Regions from separate parts of the Mus musculus genome. Here region 2 is linked to region 1. Evidence: chromatin contacts called from public Hi-C data. All regions are on one chromosome and are shown on one strand. Each heading gives the region's core, a stretch centred on a gene start, on an enhancer-like site or on the middle of the called end of the contact. The rest is flanking DNA. Distances are from core to core; before and after follow the strand shown. Region 1 holds the start of Rps6ka6 (ribosomal protein S6 kinase polypeptide 6). Region 2 overlaps Hdx (highly divergent homeobox).

Region 1 (4,416 bases), core at 900-3,399:
TATCACAGCAGTAATTACAGGTCTTTGTCTTAGTTGAGTATGTCTTTATTCTTAATTATAGTTAAATCTGAGAAAAAAAATTCATTTGGGGTTCTTCTGTGCCTTGGTGTAGCTAGCAGATGAGCTTTGTTCAACATAACACATATTGAATTTTTCCAAGCCAATATTACCAAGCAACATCCCATCTGAAATGTTGGAGCAAGTTAGTAAGGAAACAAAGACAAGTGTTGCATTCATTAGCAATTCAACTTTTAAATGTTTTTTGTCTTGATTTTGCCTTTTATAATTTCAGACAGAAAAAAAAACATAAAAAGTATATGACATAATTTTAAAAAGACAGAGTCTAATGGAGATCAGATCACCTTGAATCAATAATGATCCCTCCTGCAAGTGCTGAGATGATATACTCAGCTTCGGTTTTTGTTTTGTTTGGAACCCAGGATCATTGTTCCACTAAGCTATACACTGTATACAGCTTAGTAGAACAGATACTTAAATACTTTTCATCAACTTCCCCAATCATTGTCATCTTTCAGTTTTTAAAATCATGAAACTAACTACAGCATGGTAGTATCTGATCTAAATGATTCATTCCAAGCCCATTGGAGACCTTTTTAAAAATCTACCAATGGCTACCCTATTTTTTTTTTTTTTGAGAGAGAGAGAGAGAGAGAGAGAATCTATGTAGCTCTGGCTGCCCTCAAACTTGCAAGGATCTGCCTGCCTCTTTTTCTCAAATGCTAGGATTAAAGGTTGGTGCCACCAAGCCTGGCAATGAACTTTTTCTTATCTAATATGTAAATTTAAGACTGTATACTACCTTAACTGCCTTGGTTTCCTTTAAAGTGAAGTGGCGTTAGGATGTTAAGATGTTCCTTTTACTTTCAGGACCTTGATACCTTTAAAGAGTTTTGATATTTATTTTGTAGAATTTTCTTCATTTTAGGTTTATTATCTCATGAAACAAATGATCTCTATATGTCCTATTACAATTGATGTTAATTTTGATCCTTTGGTTCCTCTGTTCTAAAGTCATTATTTTTTCTTTTGATAATTATTTTAAAGGCATATGCTTTGATCTATGTGTTCTATTTTCATAATGGTTTAGTCTACTAGTTTCTTCATATGTGGATGAAATAGTTATTATTGTGATAGTTTCAAAATAATAATTTTTACTTATACTCTTTTTTTATACCTACTGGCTGAACTTCTACTAATACATACTTTAATTTACTTACTTATTCATTGATTTATTTATATAAAATGTGGTTTGATATTTTTTACAAATTAGTAATATATTTATTTTCAGTATAGTTTTATAAAACTATTGACTACACTTTAAACTAAAATAATTCTTTTTTATTTTTTATTTTTATTATTTTTGAGTTGATGTACAAAATTTTCAATTTTTAAATAATGACAATTACTTATGCTGTAGATGATAATGTCAAATAGAGAAGCTGTTATGCATGGGTTTTTATTTTATATACACAGTAAGTTATAATTCAGCACTGTGGTTCTTTATTTTGTTTGAACCAAGTTATAAAGAGAAATTTTTCTCTTCTGATTTTATTCAGTTCTGTTTACTGACCTAGGGACAGCCTTGTGAAGCTTTTACTCCTAATTGGAGTTTCTCTACTCAAAAAGCAGGAGGCCAATTTTCCCTAAACAACATCAAATCATGAGCACATCTAGCATAATGCCATGTGCCCAGTAGTATACAAAAAAATGTTTTTTGTTACTGAAGCAGGTAGCTCTGAATCCTTGACAGAATAAAAGACCAAACTTTGGTTTATTACAAGTAATTTTCCTCCGGACATATGTGCAGGCGTTATTTCCTTTGCCATTGCACATATTGAGTACTGAATCAAGTTCTTTGCATTTAAAACTTGTCTAGAGGCACTGCTCACAGAACAAGGAAGTAAAAAATGCTGGCGTTGCTTCTAGATGAGAGTGGATCACTGGTGTTTTTTACTGTGCATTTCTGCCTTGCATGGAAGATACCAAACCCGTTCATCTCAACCCAGGTCCTGATTGAGAACTGATAAGTAGGACCTAAGAGAAAACAGAGCTTGGGACTAGGTCATGACCCCTCCTGTTTGTTGGGAGTGAGCATATAAATTGGGAGACCGGTGAACAGACGTTCTCTGCTTGAGCCACTTCGCTCTGGGACTCCAAAGGGCAGAGAACGCTCAGTAGCCTCCGGAGTGAGAAAGTCCGGCCTTAGGTGAAAGCGCCCTCCGTCTCTGATCTGACCTCAGAGCTGCAGTTTGAAGTCTCACTTCAGGTAAGTAAGGTCGTTCAGTCTTAGCGGGATATGTTTTTATTTTAGTTTAAAAGTATGTCTGTTTGGAATGCATTTTACAGGTTCCAGGTTACTTAGAAAATAGGAAATTTTGTAATGTGGTAGACCAAGATTTTAGGGGCTTGAATCTTAAAATATGGTATATTGTCTTTATAAACAGTAGTAATAAATTATTTGGTTTAGCAAGTATAATAAAAATAGCCACATATGCAACTTGCCCGGGTGCCTCTCAGAGACTTGGAAAGTCACCTGTGCGAGTCTGGACCCCTGAAGTTTCACGTGGCTCCTCCGGGCGGATCAAACACGTGGACTCTGAGAGCAGTCTGTACTAGGGATCCTATAGTTTCTCTCCTATCCTGTAAGTCTATGCAGCCTTCATTGCTCTAGTTAGAACCAGACCTGGGGATATAGAATATATAGGTGAAGCTGCGTGTTTAGTTGGAATAGTAAAGGACCTGGATGACTTTTCTAATGCCCGATTCTCCCATAGAAGCCACAAAGCAAAAGCCACTGAACAAAGAGAAGTAGAAGGAAAGGAAGGTAGATAAGGCAGTGTCGTAGATGTATTCTATTTGAGAGTGAACTATTAGCAATGTGACAATCTAACAAAACTGTACTATCAACATTTGTAAACTTTAGCTCTGCCTAAATCATATTTTTCTGCCTTTATAAAATTGAAATTTTGTGTTCTTCTGAAACAGCTGCTGTTACAAATCTGTTATGGTTTTCAGGAATAATTCTAAACGCTAGGGTACAAACTCGATTCTTTTTTAACAGATTGTTAGTATTTAGAAGTTACTCACAGGAAATACAAAATAACAGGGAACAACATCATTTCACTTGATCTGAAAGCCACAAAGAGCTCAAGGGGGAAAGAAATGATGAGAATTTCAGTAGCTTGGTAAAAACATAATGGGACTTTCGTATAGAATAAGATTCTATCTGCTTGGAGGATACAGGCTGACAGACCTGAGACGCCAGTAATTTAAAGGAACAGTGTTTCTCACCGGGAAGTCTGGCTGCAGATAGGTAGCTGGACTTGCTGACATACCCTCAAGGCACACCGGAGCACATAGTTTGTACCAAAGATTCTCAAACAGAGAAGTCACTTAGAATAGTTGTATTAAAAAGCCCAACTAACAAGATTCACTAGTGGGATTCGAATGTATACTGATGGGATGCCCTCACTTGCCGCATACATTTTAAATAAATGTATGCGGTGAATTTCCTGTGAGTGAGTTTTAGACAATGGTTTGAAAGCTCCCAATTTAGGCTATTGACTACTCCAGGATGGGCCTGGGGACCAAAGAGCTACATGGTGTTAAGGCAGTTTAACCCGCTGATTAGGTGTTAACCCTGGAGCTACACTGGCCTGCGTTCCAGGCCTGTATCACTTCCTGCATCACTACCTCTCTGCTCCACTTTCCTTATCTTCTTAATGGGAAGAAAGGTTTGGGAGTTTTCCTTACTCAGAAGTCGCCGTGGTCTCAGTAGCCGCAGAGGTCTCCGTGAAGCTCAGGAGAGAGCAGGCAGAGCATTTATCTTAGAGCCTCACAAAGGTACTATTTTTCTTGTTATTTCTTGTTGCTGTTGTTATAATTATTTACTCTTTACTTTGCTGGTAGGCTGACTATAATACAGGTAAAATGAGAGCGCAAAGAGCTTCCCTATACTGTCTTCTTGTGATCTCAGAAAGCTGGTGTAATTGGAATAACATGCCAAATTTGTTTTATTATTGATTTTGATGTAGGGTATCATGTAGCAGAGGCTACACCAGCCACTGTACCCTAGTAGAGACGCTGGACTAGAATTGATCCTTCCGCCTCCACGGAGCACGTGTTGGAATTACAGGCTTTTGTTCACATTCCTCACTCCGTATGAATTTCTTAGTTTCGAATCCCGGGACTTGGAATCCCAGGAGGAGAAAAGATTAACAAGTGTTTAGATCCAGCCTGGGCTACAGATTGAAAAACAAACAAAACAAAGCCCCGCGGAAACAACAATGCACTCATACGGCAGTGTAGAAGTACGTGCCTGTAATTCTAGAACTTGATTCAAAGCCAGAATTGACTACACGGCTTCGGACCATCCAGGGCTACGTCCCTCTCTCT
Region 2 (4,416 bases), core at 1,125-3,624, 110 kb before region 1:
GTCCAATGGTTGGCTGTGTATATCTGCATCTGTATTGGTCAGGATCTGGCAGAGCCTCTCAGGAGACAGCTATACCAGGCTCCTGTCAGCAAGCACTTCTTGGCATCAGCAATAGTATTCGGGTTTGGTGTCAGCAGATGGGATGTCCCTAGGTGGGGCACTCTCTGGATGGACTTTCCTTTAGTTTCTGCTCCACTCTTTGTCCCTGCATTTCCTTTTGACAGGAGGAATTCTAGATTAATATTTTTGAGGTAGGTGGGTGGCCCCATCCCTCAACTGGAAGCCATGCCTATACATTGGATATGGTCTCTACAGGTTCTATCTCGCCTTTGTTGGGTATTTTGGCTAAAATCCTCCCTGTTGGGTCCTGGGAACCTCTTGGGTCCCTGGCATATGGGATTTTGTAGTGGCTGCTCCTAGTTCCCTCTCCCTCACTGCTACACACCTACTTTCATATTACTGACCCTCTGTACTTCTCCCTCATCACCTCCCATATCTGAACTGGTCCCCCTTTTTCCCTCCCCTTCTTCTCTCCATCCCAGATCCCTCTCTCCCTCTATTTCCCAGAGATTATTCTCTTCCCCCTACTGAATAGGACTGTAGCATCCACACTTTGGTGTGATCTTTTTTTTTCTTTGGTTTCATATGGTCTGTTGGGTTGTGTCATGGGTATTCTGCGCTTCTTTTTGGCTAATATCCACATATCAGTGAGTACATACCATGTGCGTTCTTTTGTGATTGGGTTATCTCACTCAGGATGAAAATTTTAAGTTCTGTCCATTTGCCTGTGAATTTCATGAAATTATTGTTTATAATAGTTGAGTAGTACCTGTAGTGTAAATAAATGTACCACATTTTTGTATCAATTCCTCTGTTGAGGGATATCTGGGTTCTTTCCAGCTTCTGGCTCTTATAAATAAGGTTGGTATGAACATAGTGGAGCATGTGTCCTTGTCTTCACATCTTTACCAGCATCTGCTGTCACCTGAATTTTTGATCTTAGCCATTCTGACTGGTGTGAGGTGGAATCTCCGGTTTGTTTTTATTTGCATTTCCCTGATGACTACGGATGTTGAACATAAGAAAGAAAGCATTTCTTAAGTGTTTCTGTGCCATATGAGTTTCCTCAGTTGAGAATTCTCTGTTTAGCTCTGTACCCCATTTTTAATAGGGTTATTTGTTTCTCAGTAGTCTAACTTCTTGAGTTCTTTGTATATATTGGATATTAGCCCTCTATTGGATGTAGGGTTGGTAAAGATCTTTTCCCAATCTGTGGATTGCTATGATGTCCTATTGACAGTGTTCTTTGCCTTACAGAAGCTTTTCTGTTTATTTATTTATGCATTTATTTATGTATTTATTTAATGTATATAAGTACACTGTTGCTGTGTTCAGACATACCAGAAGAGGGCATCAGATCCCCCTACAAATGGTTGTTAGCCACCATGTGGTTGCTGGGAATTGAACTCAGGACATCTGGAGGAGCAGTCCGTGCTCTTAACCACTGAAACACCTCCAGCTCCCCGTTTTTCTTTTTCTTAATGTTTATAGTCTTTATACATTTCAGTTTGTGTCTGTGTTTGGAAAAATAGCCTTCTCCTCTCTATAGGCTAATTTATGTGACTCACCTTTACCTGCAAACCTAGCTAAAGAGTCCAGGTGTTATTTTTTTTGTTGTTGTTAGCTTTCGCACGTACGCAGACTTCTGTCTTCAGGTACTGATAATCTCTGTCTCCTTCTGGTCTTTGACTGTGTCACCTTGTCACAGTACCTTTTCTATGAGAGATGTGAATAAATATCCATTTATCCCATATATGATTCCACCAAAGACTAACTTGAGTACCATGGTATGTAAGAAACATATAAGAACATGTTTATATTTTTCCACAATGTCAGAATCTATTGAACAGATACAGTCTCAAGCAATTTCAATGCTAGCTAGCTTGTCAGGCTTTCCCCTTGTCCTTTGCAACTCTTGTGAAAGGAGCACGAGTTCGTATGTTCTAAGTTTAATTAATAATATTTATTTCAGATCCCACGTAGCACACCATAAAGTAAATGTACTAGTCTGTCTATCTATCTGTATGTCTGTGGACGTGGATGTGAGCATGTATAAAAGTTGTAAAATGAGGACAAAGGGGCAAGGAATTTGAAGAGGCCTGGGAAGCTGATGTTGAGAAACAAATGGGAATGTTGAGAGTCTCTGTGCTGATAAGATAATGATCCAGAAGTGACCTGCAGGGAAGAAGTTTCTCAAATGAGTCATTGCAGCTGCACAGCAGAGGTTGAGGTGCAAATTGCTGAGTCTTGCCTAGCCCCGGAGGTAAAGGGCAGGAGCACAGGGATACGTGGAGGAAAAAAGGTCATGCAGACAGCATAAGGGGCTGCAACATTCTTAAGTGTATCCCCCTTAGTTTAATCTTTTGCTTTGTTTTATAAACCAGCCTTGATCTAAGGTAGCACCTTCCTGGGATAACCCCCCACTCTAAATGTAGATGAGTAACAAAAACATTAAAAGACAGCACGCAAAAAGGAGAATGGAATATGTGGCCTGAAATTTAGCCTCCCTACCAGTCTTCAGCTTTTCTAGGTTTATAAGAGCCTGCCATTGTAAAGAGGCAGTTTGTAGTATTTTGGGGATTAAGATGGTGTTAGTTAGTCAGCTAATGGATGGATCACAGGGCTCCCAATGGAGGAGCTAGAGAAAGTACCCAAGGAGCTAAAGGGATCTGCAACCCTATAGGTGGAACAACATTATGAACTAACCAGTACCCCAGAGCTCTTGACTCTAGCTGCATATGTATCAAAAGATGGCCTAGTTGGCCATCACTGGAAAGAGAGGCCCATTGGACACGCAAACTTTATATGCCCCAGTACAGGGGAACGCCAGGGCCAAAAAGGGGGAGTGGGTGGGTAGGGGAGTGGGGGTGGGTGGCTATGGGGGACTTTTGGTATAGCATTGGAAATGTAAATGAGCTAAATACCTAATAAAAAATGGAAAAGAAAAAAAAAGATGGTGTTAGTTATGCGATATCCTTTAGAAGATATAAAGCCCTTCTCCTTCCAAAAATGAGAATGTGGTTGTGGATAATATAAAAGGCATATATAGAATTAGTATAGATACTTTATTGGTGATCCCTTGGCTATTGTTATGACGGGTTAGTTCAAGAAGCTCATAGGTTGTAAAATGATTACAGGTGGGAGGGGTCCTCAACTCCAAAACTGAGTCTGAGGTAGCCATAGCATAGCCCTTCTTAGTTGGTTCCTGCATTTTGGTTATGACCCTATCTATCAACTGTGTGGGAACTATAGCAGGTAAAGGAGAAGCAGAAATGTTTGGAAGAGGCTTTAAAACATGGTCTAATATCTCAGAGAAATCATGAGAAGGGGTTTTGAGAAGGCAGTAAACAAATAAATAAAAGGTAAGTATAGTTGTATTTAGGGAAAGACATCTTTGTCGAGATATATCAGTAGTTTTAGAGAAGTGACTTGCATAGCTTAGAGTTAAAAACAGGAGGAGATCATGGAGACTAGTGGGTTAAGAAAGTTTGTAGACTGGCCTCTGAAAGACCCAAAAAGCAACTGAAAGAGTCAGACATAGATATTTTCACCCAACCAGTGGAGAGAAGCTGGTGAACCCTGTGGTTGAATTAGGGAAAAGCTGGAAGAAGCAGAGGAGGAGGGCAACCCTCTAGGAGGTCCAGCAGTCTCAATTAATCTGGACCCCCGAGATCTCTCAGATACTGGACCACCAAACAGGCAGCATACACAAGCTGAGGACTACTGAGTCTGGGTTTAGTCAGAGAAGATGCACCTAACCCTCAAGAGACTGGAGGCCTCAGGAAGTAGGGAGGTCTTGGTAGGGTGGGGCGTTGGGGGTGGGGACATCCTTGTGGAGATAGGGGGAGGAGGTATGGGATGTGGAACAGTCAATGGGTGGACCCAGAGGGGGATAAAATCTGGGCTGTAAAAACGGATTAAATTTTTAAAAAATGAAAAAATAAAAGAAAGTTTGTAGATAATGAAACATAAATGTGAGGATGGCGGGCTAATGCACCTCCCCCACTTAGGTATCTTGGATCAGGAGATCATTAACTACTGGAACCCAGTTTCCCCCTTCTGTCATTTTTTTTATTGTTGGTAATATCCAGCTTAAATCCATAGTCATCAGATAGGATATAGGATGCTATTTCAGTTTTCATATATTTGTTGAGACTTTTTTGTGTCTTAATATGTGGTCCCTTGAAAAAAAAGTTCTGTGAGTTGCTAGAAGAAAGTATATTCTTGGACATCTGGGTAGAATATTCTCCAGAGATCTGTTAGATCCATTTGATATATGACTTTTTTTGACTCCAGAGTTTATCTAATTATTGCCTAAATAATCTCTATTGGTGAGAATTGGCGTTGAAGTCACCC

Evidence for each region. A called contact is a pair of places that touch in the nucleus more often than the background predicts.
Region 2: a Hi-C map of extraembryonic ectoderm shows a contact between it and region 1, with 4 times the contacts expected there. The contact joins the enhancer-like site here to the promoter of Rps6ka6 in region 1. A contact is called at or near these places in 5 of 39 promoter capture datasets (embryonic stem cells, liver, stem cell-derived epiblast-like cells and 1 more), 24 of 484 Hi-C or Micro-C datasets (the HL-1 cell line, differentiating embryonic stem cells, embryonic stem cells and 5 more), 3 of 115 datasets of contacts at active chromatin or transcription factors (embryonic stem cells, extraembryonic endoderm stem cells and trophoblast stem cells) and 2 of 9 other capture datasets (adipose tissue and liver).

The regions. Positions count from the first base shown.
Region 1 is chrX:111,535,692-111,540,107 of GRCm38.p6, reverse strand. Rps6ka6 (ribosomal protein S6 kinase polypeptide 6) reads left to right here and starts at 2,149. Exons shown (of 25, transcript NM_025949.3): 1 at 2,149-2,287.
Region 2 is chrX:111,642,954-111,647,369 of GRCm38.p6, reverse strand. The region is part of intron 4 of Hdx (highly divergent homeobox); the gene reads left to right. Among named protein-coding and RNA genes, the nearest start is that of Hdx, 52 kb to the left of the region's middle. Within about 2 kb of position 2,374, at least 10 of the 459 cell types and tissues checked have an H3K27ac peak or open chromatin away from gene starts, as enhancers often do. A contact at or near this core is called in extraembryonic ectoderm and trophoblast stem cells, where this site is marked.